3 separate regions of the Mus musculus genome follow, and regions 2 and 3 are each linked to region 1. Evidence: chromatin contacts called from public HiChIP or PLAC-seq and promoter capture Hi-C data. All regions are on one chromosome and are shown on one strand. The core of a region is the stretch at or near the end of the contact, and the rest is flanking DNA. Distances in the headings are between cores, read along the strand shown.

Region 1 (4,133 bases), core at 963-3,462:
TTGGTTGGGTTTTTTGTTGTTGTTTGTTAATTTTAATTTTTGTTTTGGGGGGGTTTGAGACAAGTTTTTTTTTCTGTGTAACCGTGACTGTCACGTGTATATATATATGACTGTTTTATGTGCTATTTGCATTTACTTATGTGTTTGTGTATTTATTTGTGCTTGTGTATTTGCATTTGTTTGTGTGTTTGTGTATATATTTCTGTTTGTATGTGTACAAATATTTAGGTACATGTCTTTCTCTGTACTTGTTTGTAATAGTCAGCTTCTGTCACAAAGTTGCTGCATAACAAATAGGCACCACAAAAAGAGGGCCACAAAATCTACCAATGGCCAGCACAGCACCTAATGATGCAGGAGAGTCGCCCCCTGCTGGGCAGCAGACAGCAAGTGCCAGCTCCTGAGAAGGTAAAGCCTGTTGGGGTGAGAGCTGGCAAAGAGGAAGAACTTGAGAAGCATTGGGTTATAAATTAAGATGGCGTTCCATGGGCTTCCATGGAGCTGTGTCTCACATAATTCTCCTGGTTTTAGTATGCCATATGCTGCCGCCGCCGCAGTTGTGAATAGTACAAAATGCCCACCCTGTTCATCACTGTACTAGGACCTTGGCCCAGCTCTCTCATTATACTGAATCCAATACTCAAACATTCTGTCCCAGCTCTGCAGAGAATAGGAGATAGTTTGGTGAGAGAAGGATCTATAAGAGTTGCAGGAGGTCCCTGCAGGGCCATATGGGCTGATGAAGTTTTAGGTCTGAATTCTTAGCACAGTACAGAGTCACTGAAAGGTTTGAACCAGGTTTACAGAGCTAAACTCAGCCTGACTTAGCAAGCCTGGCTCTGGTCAGCACCTTTGCACAGTAGATTTCTAAGGCAAGGGTTCAGATGGGTTTGGTTACCATAGAGACGGCTGTGTGGACACAAACAATTATGATAATGAAGCTACAGACTTGAGCACTGGGGGATGTAAACGGAACGGGTTCTGGGTGTGTTTTGCTGGAGAACACATCCTGCCACACAAAGGGTCTGATGATGAAAAGGAACCTGTCATGAATATGAACGAAACCCAGGGACCACAGAGCCAAGATGCTGGTGCCATAGCAACCCGGGATCCAAGGGCTTCTCTTCTGTTCCAGGAATAAGAAGGGCAGAGTGTGAGTGTTGCAGCTCTAAAGGGAAAGGCTTCCCCTATAGAAGTGTTACAGCTCTGCTGTGGCGGCTGCTGTCTGGGAAGTTTTCCCCAGTCCAAGTTACAGCTGTTCCTCAGCAAAGCTACTCTGAGAGGTATCCTGGCTATCGGGAGTCAAGGAATACCACAAAGTTACACTGCACAACAAACCTCACACAAGAGATTTATTGGGAGGGTGGCTGCCTCTGCTCAAGCCGGAAGCAGCAGCGAACTGAGCAGCAGACAGGGTTTATATGGAGTTTCTTGGGAATGGCGGGAGCTTTCCCGGTAAAGATTTCCAGGGTGAGGATTGCTGGGATTTCAACTCCTGAGCTTGGAACAGCTCAGGAATTGGTGGGTTTCTGGGGCCAATTCAGTGATTGATGCATTTCTGTTCTTGGCCCTGGTTTTAGGCTTGAGGTCTAGTTAAGGTCAAGGTGTTTTTTCTTTGGCCCTTTATCCTACACAGAAGTCATGCGAAGAGGGCCTCTGTCCACCGGCATCTTGTAATCAGGCTCTTGTTAAATTCTGATAAGCCCCAACCCCAGAAGAACCAGGCAGCCTCATTCTGAAGAATAGGAAACCGGAACTCAAAGGGATGGTGTGGGCTGCTGACATCGGTTGGCATCACCAGGTAGAAAGCTTTGCCTAGTCTGTCTGTCCTTCCCTCTTGGATTACATAGTACGTTTCCATCGGTTAATGTGTGAGGATCACAAGTTCAAAGCTAACCTGAGATACACAGTGAGATCCGGTCTTTAAAAAGTAAAGGATTTTTCTATGCTAGTAGAAAGGAGCAGAGTATCCCCAACAGCATCGCCAACGAGTTTCCTGAGAGAGCTAGAGAGAGAGAGAGAGAGAAGCTGTTGACTAAAAGTTGCCGAGCGCACACGGATACAGACAGGAACCAAGTCTACAGGGAAGGGCCAAGTCTACAGGTCCGAGAGGCTCCGCTGAGCGCGGAAAGGTCGCGAGGCGGAACCACACTAGCAGGGTGAAGTGTGTTGTGGGAGCGGTGTTCATGGCGGAAGAGGCCGGAGGATTTCCGAAGCGAGCGGAAGCGGCGCGGTCAGGGTCGGAAGGAGTCGGAGGCATGGCTGGTGTGTCCTCGGAGGCGGAGGCCGAGGCGCTGGCCGCGGCGCGCGAGCGGAGCCGCCTCTTCCTGAGCGGCCTAGAGCTGGTGCAGCAGGGCGCCGAGGCGCGCGTTTTCCGTGGCCGCTTCCAGGGCCGCGCGGCCGTGGTGAAGCACCGCTTCCCGAAGAGTTACCGGCACCCGGAGCTGGAGGCGCGGCTCGGCCGTCGGCGGACGGTGCAGGAGGCGCGCGCGCTGCTCCGCTGCCGCCGTGCGGGTGAGGGGGGCCGGACGGGGCTCCGGGAGACGGGACAGACAGGGCTGCGGGAGACCGGTGGGACGGGAGAGACCGGGCTCCGAGTTCCGGGGGTCCGGACCAAATAACAACGCCCTGGGTAGTTTTAAGCATCTGTCCTGCCAGGCGCGCGTCTGGAGCTAGCTTTCTGAATTCAGATTATACCCTTCTGTGAGTTGCCTTGCCTAAATTTCCCGAGTTCTAATCGGAAGTCATAGTCGAGTTCGCATCTCGGGGATGTTGTGAGTGGCCTATACAAACGTGTATGTTGGCATGACATCCAATAAATGTCAGACTTCATGAAATCGTGTTTTGTTTGTTTGGTTTTGTTTTTTTCCAGACGGGGGTCTCATTGTAGCTGTGGCTTTCGTGAATCTCACTATGTAGACCAGGCAGATCTATAACTCAGAGATCTGATTAGCACAACTCCCATCTATTTTTAACACCCATTTGCTAGCCCCACGGAAAAGTTTTGTCCTCTTGAGAAACTGAGACACAAACGGGGAAAGGGCCAGAAGTTTCACAGCCACCAGGCCGCCTGACTTGGTGGCCCAGAACTGTGGCCTCTGCTTTTACACCTCTGTTCTTTTCTCCTTAGTGGTTGATAGGTGCCAGGAGACTGGGAAACGCAGCAGTGAACAGGCCTGTGCTTTTCTGCCCTAGAGGGGCAATGGAATTATAAAGAAGTGTTCATATATTCTCCTTTACCTTTTGTAAGTTTTACCAGACAGGGGTGGGGGCTACCTTGGTACCCCAGTTTCTAGGAAACTGTTCTGAACCTGGTTGACATTCAGGAGAGACTCCTGGCGTTAACTGGAGGTTTTGTTACCACTTTACAGTTGTGGAGACCGAGGCATAGAGTAGCTAAGGGAACCTTGAGGTTTCACGCCTAATAAGGGATTTGAACCTGCCTGTTCCAGAACACAGATGAGCCTGTAAGGTGACACCCTGCTTAGCCACTTGCCTGGTGACTGTCAGGTAGAAACTGCTCAGACTGCAGGATGCTTTCCTTCTGGCTTCTTGTTTTGTTTGTTTTTAGGGAGCAGCAATGAATTCCAGTCCTCAGGTGGCTTGAGAAAGGAGGAGCAAGCCTTGATACTTCCAGACTTACCCTGGCCTGGTCTCAGGCCGTAGTCCTGCAGGGCTTTAACAGGGCAAGCTCTGGATAAATTGTATCATTTTCCACAGTAGTCTAAACCCTGTTCCAAAGCAGGTTTAGGCTGAGAAACTGTCTGCCTGTGCATGAAGCCGGCCTTCATGAAGATGCGCTCCCTAACCACGTGTGTCCATTGCAGGGATAGCTGCCCCAGTCGTCTTCTTTGTGGACTATGCGTCTAACTGCTTATATATGGAAGAAATCGAAGACTCGGTGACTGTTCGGGATTATATCCAATCCACTATGGAGACTGAAAAGGACCCCCAGTGCCTCTTGGACCTGGCCAGGAGGATGGGGCAGGTTCTGGCCGGAATGCACGACCAAGACCTCATTCACGGGGACCTCACCACCTCCAACATGCTCCTGAGGCGGCCCCTGGCGCAGCTGCACATCGTGCTCATCGACTTTGGGCTGAGCTTTGTCTCAGGACTGCCGGAAGATAAAG
Region 2 (4,133 bases), core at 599-3,098, 1.4 Mb before region 1:
CCAAGCTGTAAGTCAAGGGAATCTACAGCTGCTGTTGGCAAAGGTGATTTCGCATCATCTGCTCATAGATTCTCTAAGAACATGTTTATAAATAAATGATGAAAAACCATGGTAACAGCCTACTTCCTACTACTTGGGTCTTTGTCATACAACCTAAACAAGCCTACCGGGGTGAATAATTTCTGTTTATTATTTATCCGTTTGTTTATTGTTTTTTTCAAGACAGGGTTCTTTGTGTAGCCCTGGCTGTCCTGGAACTCTCTATGCAGACCAGGCTGGCTTCTCACTCAGAGATCCATCTGCCTCTGCCTCCCAAGCGCTGGGATTAAAGGCGTGCTCCAGCACATCTGGCAATGCCTTCTGTTTATTGGGGTTCACTTCTCTGGTACTGATCTGCTTCCCTTACTTTCCCTGGCGCTGCCTTTTTATACACGTCTACCACATCCAGATGTACTCGCTGCGGGTCTATGAACAGCCACTGCCAACGGTGGGACGTGAATCCCTCGGTGACTTACCTGGGTACTGTCCATTTCCAGGCGTTCTCAAGAAAGGGCCAGGAACCACCGGTGATCCAAGGGCTGGGTGAGGAAGAACAGGGAATGTGATCAGCAGACTGGCTAGCAGCTCGACAGTGACTCACAGACATGCCCTGGAAGGAAAGGACCCTTCGACCTGCGTCATACAGAAAGCGTCTGCGGAGGGAAGGCCCAGGGCAGTTTTGAATGGACTAATCAGAGCTTTTCTTACTGTGTGAAAGGAAACAAAGGTGTGAATTGAACTACTGTCTTATTCAGGTCTCCTTAAAAAACAAACAACACTTCAGAGTTCATATTAGATCATATCAATAAGCTCTAGTATATATGAAGCCTGAAAGAGCAGGCCAGCAACTCTGAGATTCTATCAATCAATCTATCTATCTATCTATCTACCCTCTAGTTTTTTGGGTATCAATTATCTATCTATCTATCTATCTACCTACCTACCATCTAGTTTTTTGGGTATCAATTACCTGTTTTCCTACTAATGCATTCAGCAGATGAAATCAGAAAACCAGACAGAGGGAGTGAGGGGTTTAAGATGCGTATCACTCTGCTCCCCTCCCCCAAGCTTAACTGCAGTTTCATGAGAGGGAGGCCTCTGCTTCAGTGTAGCAGAAGACAAAGCCCTGGCCTTCGAATCAACACACCAGATTTCAATTCTTGGTTCTGGCACTAGCAAACTACCTAAATGGTCAAAATAGCTGCCTTCCTCACTTGAGAAGAAGTTCGACTCTCATAAAAACCCTTTCCTGTAGATACTCTTGGGTCATTCTTCTATATAAAGGAAACCAGTAAACTCCAGGATGGTGATGGACGGGGTTTGAGCAACTCTGGCGAAACAGAATGGGGACTCTAATGAACGACACGCATTTGTTCGAAGTGATGCAGAGGCCTTTTTCTCAGCCATGGCTGGCATCCCTTCCCTCCCAAACGAAAGACCCGCCAATGAAATCAGACCTGCTCATTCCCTCAATCGCAGCTCAACCCTTAAGCAGCCCCCCGAAGCTTTACCGGGCCAAGGGCATCCGCAGGACTGCTGGGATCCGCTTTTTGCACGCACACACCTCTCTCCTTCCCAGGCTGCCCGCCCGGAGGCCTGCAGCCCCGGGGGCGCCCGCTAGCCTCGCCCGGCCCCTGGACACGCGCAAGCCTCCGCGGGCCCCAGGAAGGCGCTGGTTCTTCTGATCCTGCCCCGGAGTCGCCACCCGGAATTCCTCTGGCTCAGGGGAAACCTCGCTTCTTTTGTAGCTCCCAGAAGGCCCCAGGCAATTGTGGCGCACAGAGGCCCCTCGAGCCTCGCCTGGAAGAGCCCCACGAAACGGAAACGCATCCATAGAGCCTAGGAGACCGCGCATGCGCAGAGTCTCGGAGCGGCCATTCCCACGGTTCTCCAAAGGGTGCTGTAGTCTTTCCAGGACTACATTTCCCACAGGGAGTTGCGGCCCCCACCCAGCCGATAGCCTCTGAGGCGCTAGGGCTTTAATCACAGTAATTTACGAGTAAAAACCATGAGTACAAGAAGAAGTGTGAGAATAAAAAATTAGAGCTCTGTAAAGAAATTCCAACAGTGTATTAAGAAAAAAATAATAACCAAACAGTTGTAAGCAGAATAAAAATGTATCGACGACCTTCCCAAAATTACAGAAGAGACCCCCTAACAAAGAATCAAACCATCTCTAAATATCTTAAAAGAAAATAATCGCCATCCTGTTTATTACTGACTTTACTGACAGGTGCATACTCTCCTGCCAATTTTACAGAAGGAGAAGTCACAATAAGTAATGGCAAAATATTTTAACAGTATAATATTTTCAATTTTTATTTTATTTTATTTTATATGTATTGATATATTGCCTGCCTGCATGTATGTCTGTCCACTACTTGCGTGCTGTGCTTGGTACCCCGTGTCTAAGAAGGCCAGAAGATGGTATCATGTAGGTGCTGGGAATTGAACTCTGCTCCTCTGCTATAAATCACTGCGCCATCTTAACAATATATTTTAACATGACCAATTATATTTAATCCAAGTAATATAGAAACTGCTCTTCATCCATGAGGACAAATTGAATACGTGTATATATTTTGTTTTATTTATTTTTTTAAAATATTTATTTATTTATTTATACACTGTACACTATAGCTGTCTTCAGACACTCCTGAAAACGGCATCAGATTTCGTTACGGATGGTTGTGAGCCACCATGTGGTTGCTGGGATTTGAACTCAGGACCTTTGGAAGAGCGGTCGGCACTCTTAACCACTGAGCCATCTCACCAGCCCCCGTGTATATATTTTAAAAGAGGAAAGCTATGGAATATCTTAGTCACTGGAAGGCCAGACAGTTTCTGACACAGTTATCTGTTATGTTTAAATACCAAAAGGAACTTCGAGATGCAGAGGCTGAGAGATAGCTCTCAGTGAGCCAGACTTCCAGGGATTCAATGCTTGTATACTGTCTCCCACATCAAACGTGGCCATGATGTAATTTAAATAAAGGGGTCATAAGAAGGGACACTGCAGGCTTCAAAAAGCAAACCTGATATCCTGGCAGTCCGGTTTGTTTGCGGTGTTCCTAGAGTTTGTGTATGACTTTAGTTAACTAGTTACCAGAGATCAAGTGGAAACCAAAAGAAGCAGAGAGGCAATGTGGAGAAAAGGCAAATATTTCCCAGAAACCCAGCCATGCCTCCCCTTCCAGGGATCCTTGTCAAGACTTCAGATGCAGGGAGTGAGCCACCCTGAACATTGCATGCAGTTACATTCTTGGGTGGCCTCAGTTGCATATAGACTCACATAAAGCAGAGCCACAAAGTGCATACCTGTAAGCACACACAGAGCCACAAAGTCCGTACCAGTAGCCTCATAGCACGGAGGAAATAACCAGTTGCATCATTTTAAGCCACCAGATTTTGGGGGTAGTTTGTTATGGAGCAATAAATACATGGTGGGTCTGCAAGATGTTTCAGTAAATAAAGGCATTGCCAACAAACCAGATGACCTGCTGTGGGTCTCAGGGGTCCACATGGTCGAGAGAGAGGACCCAGATCTGCAAGCTCCATGTGTGTGCCGGGCCATTCTCAGGGGTATGTACCCGAACCCATGCCAAGTCAAAAGAAAACTGAAATGACTTTGGGGAAAGATAGATTTTAAAAGCAAATGTATGGGGGAAGGGAATGCAGTTGGCTTCTAGATATAATAAGTGAAAGAGTGGGCTCAATTATTAATAGTGCTTCTAGAAATAACTTCAATTTAGTATTTTTTTAAGTCAAGTAAGGAACAAGAAAATTAATATAGAAGATTTGAAAATGAATTAGAAATTAGCCATATGGGATGGTTTGAATAGGCATGGCCCACATAGACTCATGTCTATGAATGTTCGGCCCATAGGAAGTGGCACGACAAGGAGGTGTGGCCTTGTTGGAGTAGGTGTGACCTTGTCGAAGGAAGTATGTCATTGTGGAGGCGGGCTTTGAGGTCTTCTATGCTCAAGCTACACTCAGTGTGAACACAACCTCCCTCTGCTGCCTGTGGATCAAGGTGTAGAACTCGCAGCTCCTTCTCCAGCACCACGTCTGCCTGCCTGCCTGCTGCCGTG
Region 3 (4,133 bases), core at 648-3,147, 1.3 Mb before region 1:
GTCCTTTCCTGATAATGAAGAGGGCGCCAGCCCAGTGCACGCAGCCCCACCGAGCATGTGTGATCCTCTGACCCTGCCGTACAGTGTCATCTACACATGCCTGAGAATCTCACCACTGACTTACCCCAAAAGTAAGATTCAAAAGTCTCAAGATGCATTAAGTTTGAGGATTGTGCTGAGCCACACCCGCTGCTATCCCTGGGCTGCGTTGGGCAGGTTACCCGGCCTCCTAGGCCTTTACTTCCTCACGTGTCAAGTAGGAAGGCAAACACAGGCACCTCCCTGGCTGAGCAGACTGCCGAAGATACTGCTGCAGAGCCTGGCCGGAGGCCTTTCCTTATCAGGCAGGCCACAATCCCTGACATCTACTCAGCTAACACAGGTTAAGGTGGCTGTGGCTGCCCCATCCAGTTAGACCCAAGGTGGGACTGTCCCTGTCTTGGCACGACCTCACCCGAAACCCATGCTGGTGGGTCTGCTTTTGTGATTTTTGCCTCTGGGGTAGAGCACACAGCAACCATGGTCCCTGCAGGCATAAGGTTCCTATGCATCCACCGTCCCTATCCAGACATCTGTTGGCCACAAGACTGATGTCCTGGCTTGACCTTCCACCTTTTCCTGAGCCGATCACTCTAGCCTCAACCGACCGCAACACTGATTCCCAAAAGTAAAGAGACGGTCATCTCATTTTAAAGCCAAGGAAAGTGAAACCTGGACAAGGAAGGGAGCCGGGGAGCCCCCAGGCCAGTTGCTCGCTCGTCCAGGGCCCCATTGGCCTTGGCAAGAGTGACCTACTCCTTCTGAGGTCATTTATTTGCTCTCTTCAATGTCAACAGAGTCTGACGGGCTAGATAGCTGAGAACTAAAGGACTTGCTGTGCACGGCCAGCCTGGGGTCACCGTTCCTTGTCAGGCACGCAGGAGCCCTTCTGCAGCAGGCTGCTCCCTGGGGCTCTGCTGCCTGTCACATATTAAAGGACACCATCACCTCTCCTTTATTTTGTGACCATCGGCTAGCTCACTCAGCACTGTTGTGATGTGGCCAAGTACCTTCTGGAAGAAGCCACTTAATGTGATGGGCCTCGTGCCCTTCAGGAAGTCCTGATGGGCTGGACACAGGTGCTGGTCCCTAGGAACTCACTCCAGCCTTCTCTCTAAGAGAACTGGACTCTGGGAACAGCAAAGGCCCTGGGCTCTCAGATGTGGGCACTCAGGGATTTCCCATTGGGAGTCACCCATGAGAGTGTCCCCTGCTGTCTCTAAGCCTTAGTTGACCCAGCTTGAGTGGGGAGGGGAGGTGTTCTGAAGGGAATTTTTTCAGGGGTGACACAGGACAGGTGACACCTCTCCTAGGAAGCACTCAGGAAGGTGTAGTTCTCCAGTCATTGAGCAACTGCTACAGAGCAAAAGCAGTTAGCACCCATTTAAGACACCGACATAGACTGATTCCTTTATCTTCACCGTGAGCCTATGATGCGTTATCATATTCCCTCTTTCTGGGTAGGGGGTACGCAAACCAAAGTTCAGAGAGGTTAAGTGACTGGCGACAGGTCACACAGTTGTTCTTCGGAAAGACTGTGAAGGGCTATATACCCCAGTAGCACCAAGCAAGCCGTCAGAGCTCAAACTTTAGAAGAGTGGGAGGACCGAGAGAGGCAGACCAGGGAGAGGCAAGGAAGGGAGAAGGGGAGCGGGTGCTCCTAGGGGTAGGCAGGCTCAAGGCGGGAGGGTCTCGACCCGGGACCACCGTACCTTGGGCGGCAGGGCGAAGAGAATGGGCAGCAGAGCCAGCGGCACCAGCAGCAGCACCAGGAGGCGCCGCGCGCTCCACACCTTCTTGGCCAGCGCCGCCAGCGCCGCCATCCGCGCGATCGCTGGAGACCAGGCGGCCCGACTGCCCCTCAGCGGCCGCCGGCAGGGACCTAAAGCCCCAAGGGACGGGGAGGAGCCATGCGGAACCGCCCCGGGCCGCGCCTCCTTGGTCTGGACAAGGAGCAGGGAAGGGGCCCCAGAGCACCCCACCCGCCCCCGCGCCCCACTCTGGACTCACGTGGGAAATGGGGCAAAGCCCAGGTGGGACTAAAGGCCTCAGCACCGTCATCCCACTGTCCAACCCTGTAGGGACAGACCAAGCTACTGAGACCTCTAGTGACCGTGGTTGCAGCCTCTTCCAGACTTGGAGGTTGGTGGGGGGGTTTAAGTGAGATAGTGCTTCGTGCAAAGGGCCGGGTCACCTGTGGGTAGGAGCTTTCCCTTCTCAGTGACAGATGCCACAACCTGCTTGATATTGTGTGTGTTGGGACAGGCTCTTATTTAGCCCAAGCTGGCCTGCATCTCCCTATGCTGCTGAGGACAACCTTGAACTCCCATCCTCCTGCCACTACTTTCTGAGGGTTGGCATTATGGACGTGTGCCAACGCCCCTGGTTTCATACGGGCAGCTGCTAAGTCAGCTTAAGATCCAACCTCCACTATTTTAAGAAAATAGGGACTCTTTGGTCTTACTCTGCACTATTCACATTCCCGCTAGCAGCTCATGGGGGCCCAGCTTCTCCACATCCTCCGTGGACTGCTGAGCAGTGATGGATCAGCCGGACTCTTCTGTTTCCCAGAGATGCCTGGAAGGAACACACGGCCTTGGCCATGCAAAGCAGAAGGCACAAGGCCTGACTCTGCTTTCCGCCCTGAGTGGGTCCTCCACCCTCCTTGGGATTGCGACATGTTTCCCCACTGGCTACTGTCAATGGGACCTTGTCCTGGCTCCTGGGGCCTGAGTGGTTTCTGTGGAGAAAGGGACTTGTTGGAAAGTTTCTTGGTTTTTGTCGTTTGGAGGAGGGGGCAGGGGGGGGTTGGTTCAGAACATTGCATACACACAGCTTATAATCTATGGGCACTGCCATCTTACCAGGTCCTGTAAAATATGAGAGCCTCATTGATCCCTGTGTCCCTTTTGCTTATCATTCTTAACATTGCTGCTGCTCTGCAAACATTTGGAATCATGGCCATGCTGTGGGCATGCTTAGTCTCAACTTCAGGCTTAGAAAACCCAAGGTCTTGTTAACATGGCTGACTTCAGTCCAGCCACAGCGATGTAATACCCTCTCAAACTAGATGGAATGTGACAACCAACGAGGTCTTCCAACAACGCGTGCCCACACTCTCACATGCCTGTACACACACACACACACACACACACACACACACACACGTCATACACACACATGGAGATAGAAAGTACAGAAGAGGGGCTGGTGAGATGGCTCAGCAGGTGAAGGCACCTCCAGGCCTGGTGACCTGAGTTTGGTCCCTGGGACCCACCATAGAAGAAGAACAAAGATTCCTGTAAATTGTCCTCTGACCACCACACACAAGTATGCATTCTCTCTCTCTCTCTCCCTCTCTCTCTCTCTCCCTCTCTCTCTCCCTCTCTCTCATAATAAAATAAAAGCTACACAAGAAAGAGAGGGGAAAAGGGAAGGGGGCAGAGAGAAAGGGAGGGACCACTGTGCTAACGTCTCCCACAGTTCCACTAACAAACTCCCATGGTTTTTATCACGGTTTCCTGATGGCAGTGTCCATCTTAACCCTGGCTGTTTGGGAAGATCTCTGTGTCATGGCCTTGGTTGGGTTTGGCTCAGGGTTTCTAAGCATCCCCATCTTCTGCCAGCTGTGACATGGTCCCAACAAATGCTTCCTTCGTCCCAAGCTTTCTCCTGTGTCTCTAACCATCAGTAACACTTATGTTAGATCGCTTGGCATTAGCGTGTAAATTTTAGATTCTTCCACATTTTTCTGCCTTTTCCCTCTGTGTGTCCTGGTCTGAGAACCCTTAATAACCTGCTTTGGTTTGCCTACCTTGGTCTTCACTATATCTCCTTGCTGCAGGGCTCCATCCTCATTCATGAGGTCATGCCTTTGACCCTAGCGTCTTCTCCATTGGCTTGTTACAGTTTCAAGTCTCCGAGGAATGGTCCCGTTTATTTATGAATGCTGCTCTATTTTTTAAATTTATTTTTGTCCACATTTTAAGTCCTAAGTTTTAAGAACCTAAGTTACCTTAAGATCTATTAATTCTGTTGATGGTCACATTTAAAAATAGCTACTATTTATGTATCTCTGTTAGTGTCTGCCACAA

The links. Promoter capture Hi-C pulls out the DNA fragments that hold promoters and counts their contacts. HiChIP or PLAC-seq counts read pairs in DNA pulled down with a chosen protein or histone mark.
Region 2: a promoter capture Hi-C map of liver shows a contact between it and region 1, with 4 times the contacts expected there. The contact joins the promoter of Zfp334 here to the promoter of Trp53rkb in region 1. A contact is called at or near these places in 3 of 39 promoter capture datasets (the 3T3-L1 cell line, hippocampal neurons and liver).
Region 3: an H3K4me3 HiChIP or PLAC-seq map of stem cell-derived neural progenitor cells shows a contact between it and region 1, with 7 times the contacts expected there. The contact joins the promoter of Slc13a3 here to the promoter of Trp53rkb in region 1. A contact is called at or near these places in 2 of 39 promoter capture datasets (the 3T3-L1 cell line and the SN4741 cell line) and 2 of 115 datasets of contacts at active chromatin or transcription factors (embryonic stem cells and stem cell-derived neural progenitor cells).

The regions. Positions count from the first base shown.
Region 1 is chr2:166,791,555-166,795,687 of GRCm38.p6, forward strand. It overlaps Trp53rkb (transformation related protein 53 regulating kinase B), which reads left to right and starts at 2,213. Exons shown (of 2, transcript NM_023815.4): 1 at 2,213-2,514; 2 at 3,828-4,133. The coding sequence starts at 2,259.
Region 2 is chr2:165,386,411-165,390,543 of GRCm38.p6, forward strand. It overlaps Zfp334 (zinc finger protein 334), which reads right to left and starts at 1,849. Exons shown (of 5, transcript NM_178411.3): 1 at 1,551-1,849; 2 at 516-578. The coding sequence starts at 530.
Region 3 is chr2:165,471,300-165,475,432 of GRCm38.p6, forward strand. It overlaps Slc13a3 (solute carrier family 13 (sodium-dependent dicarboxylate transporter), member 3), which reads right to left and starts at 1,898. Exons shown (of 13, transcript NM_054055.2): 1 at 1,752-1,898. The coding sequence starts at 1,862.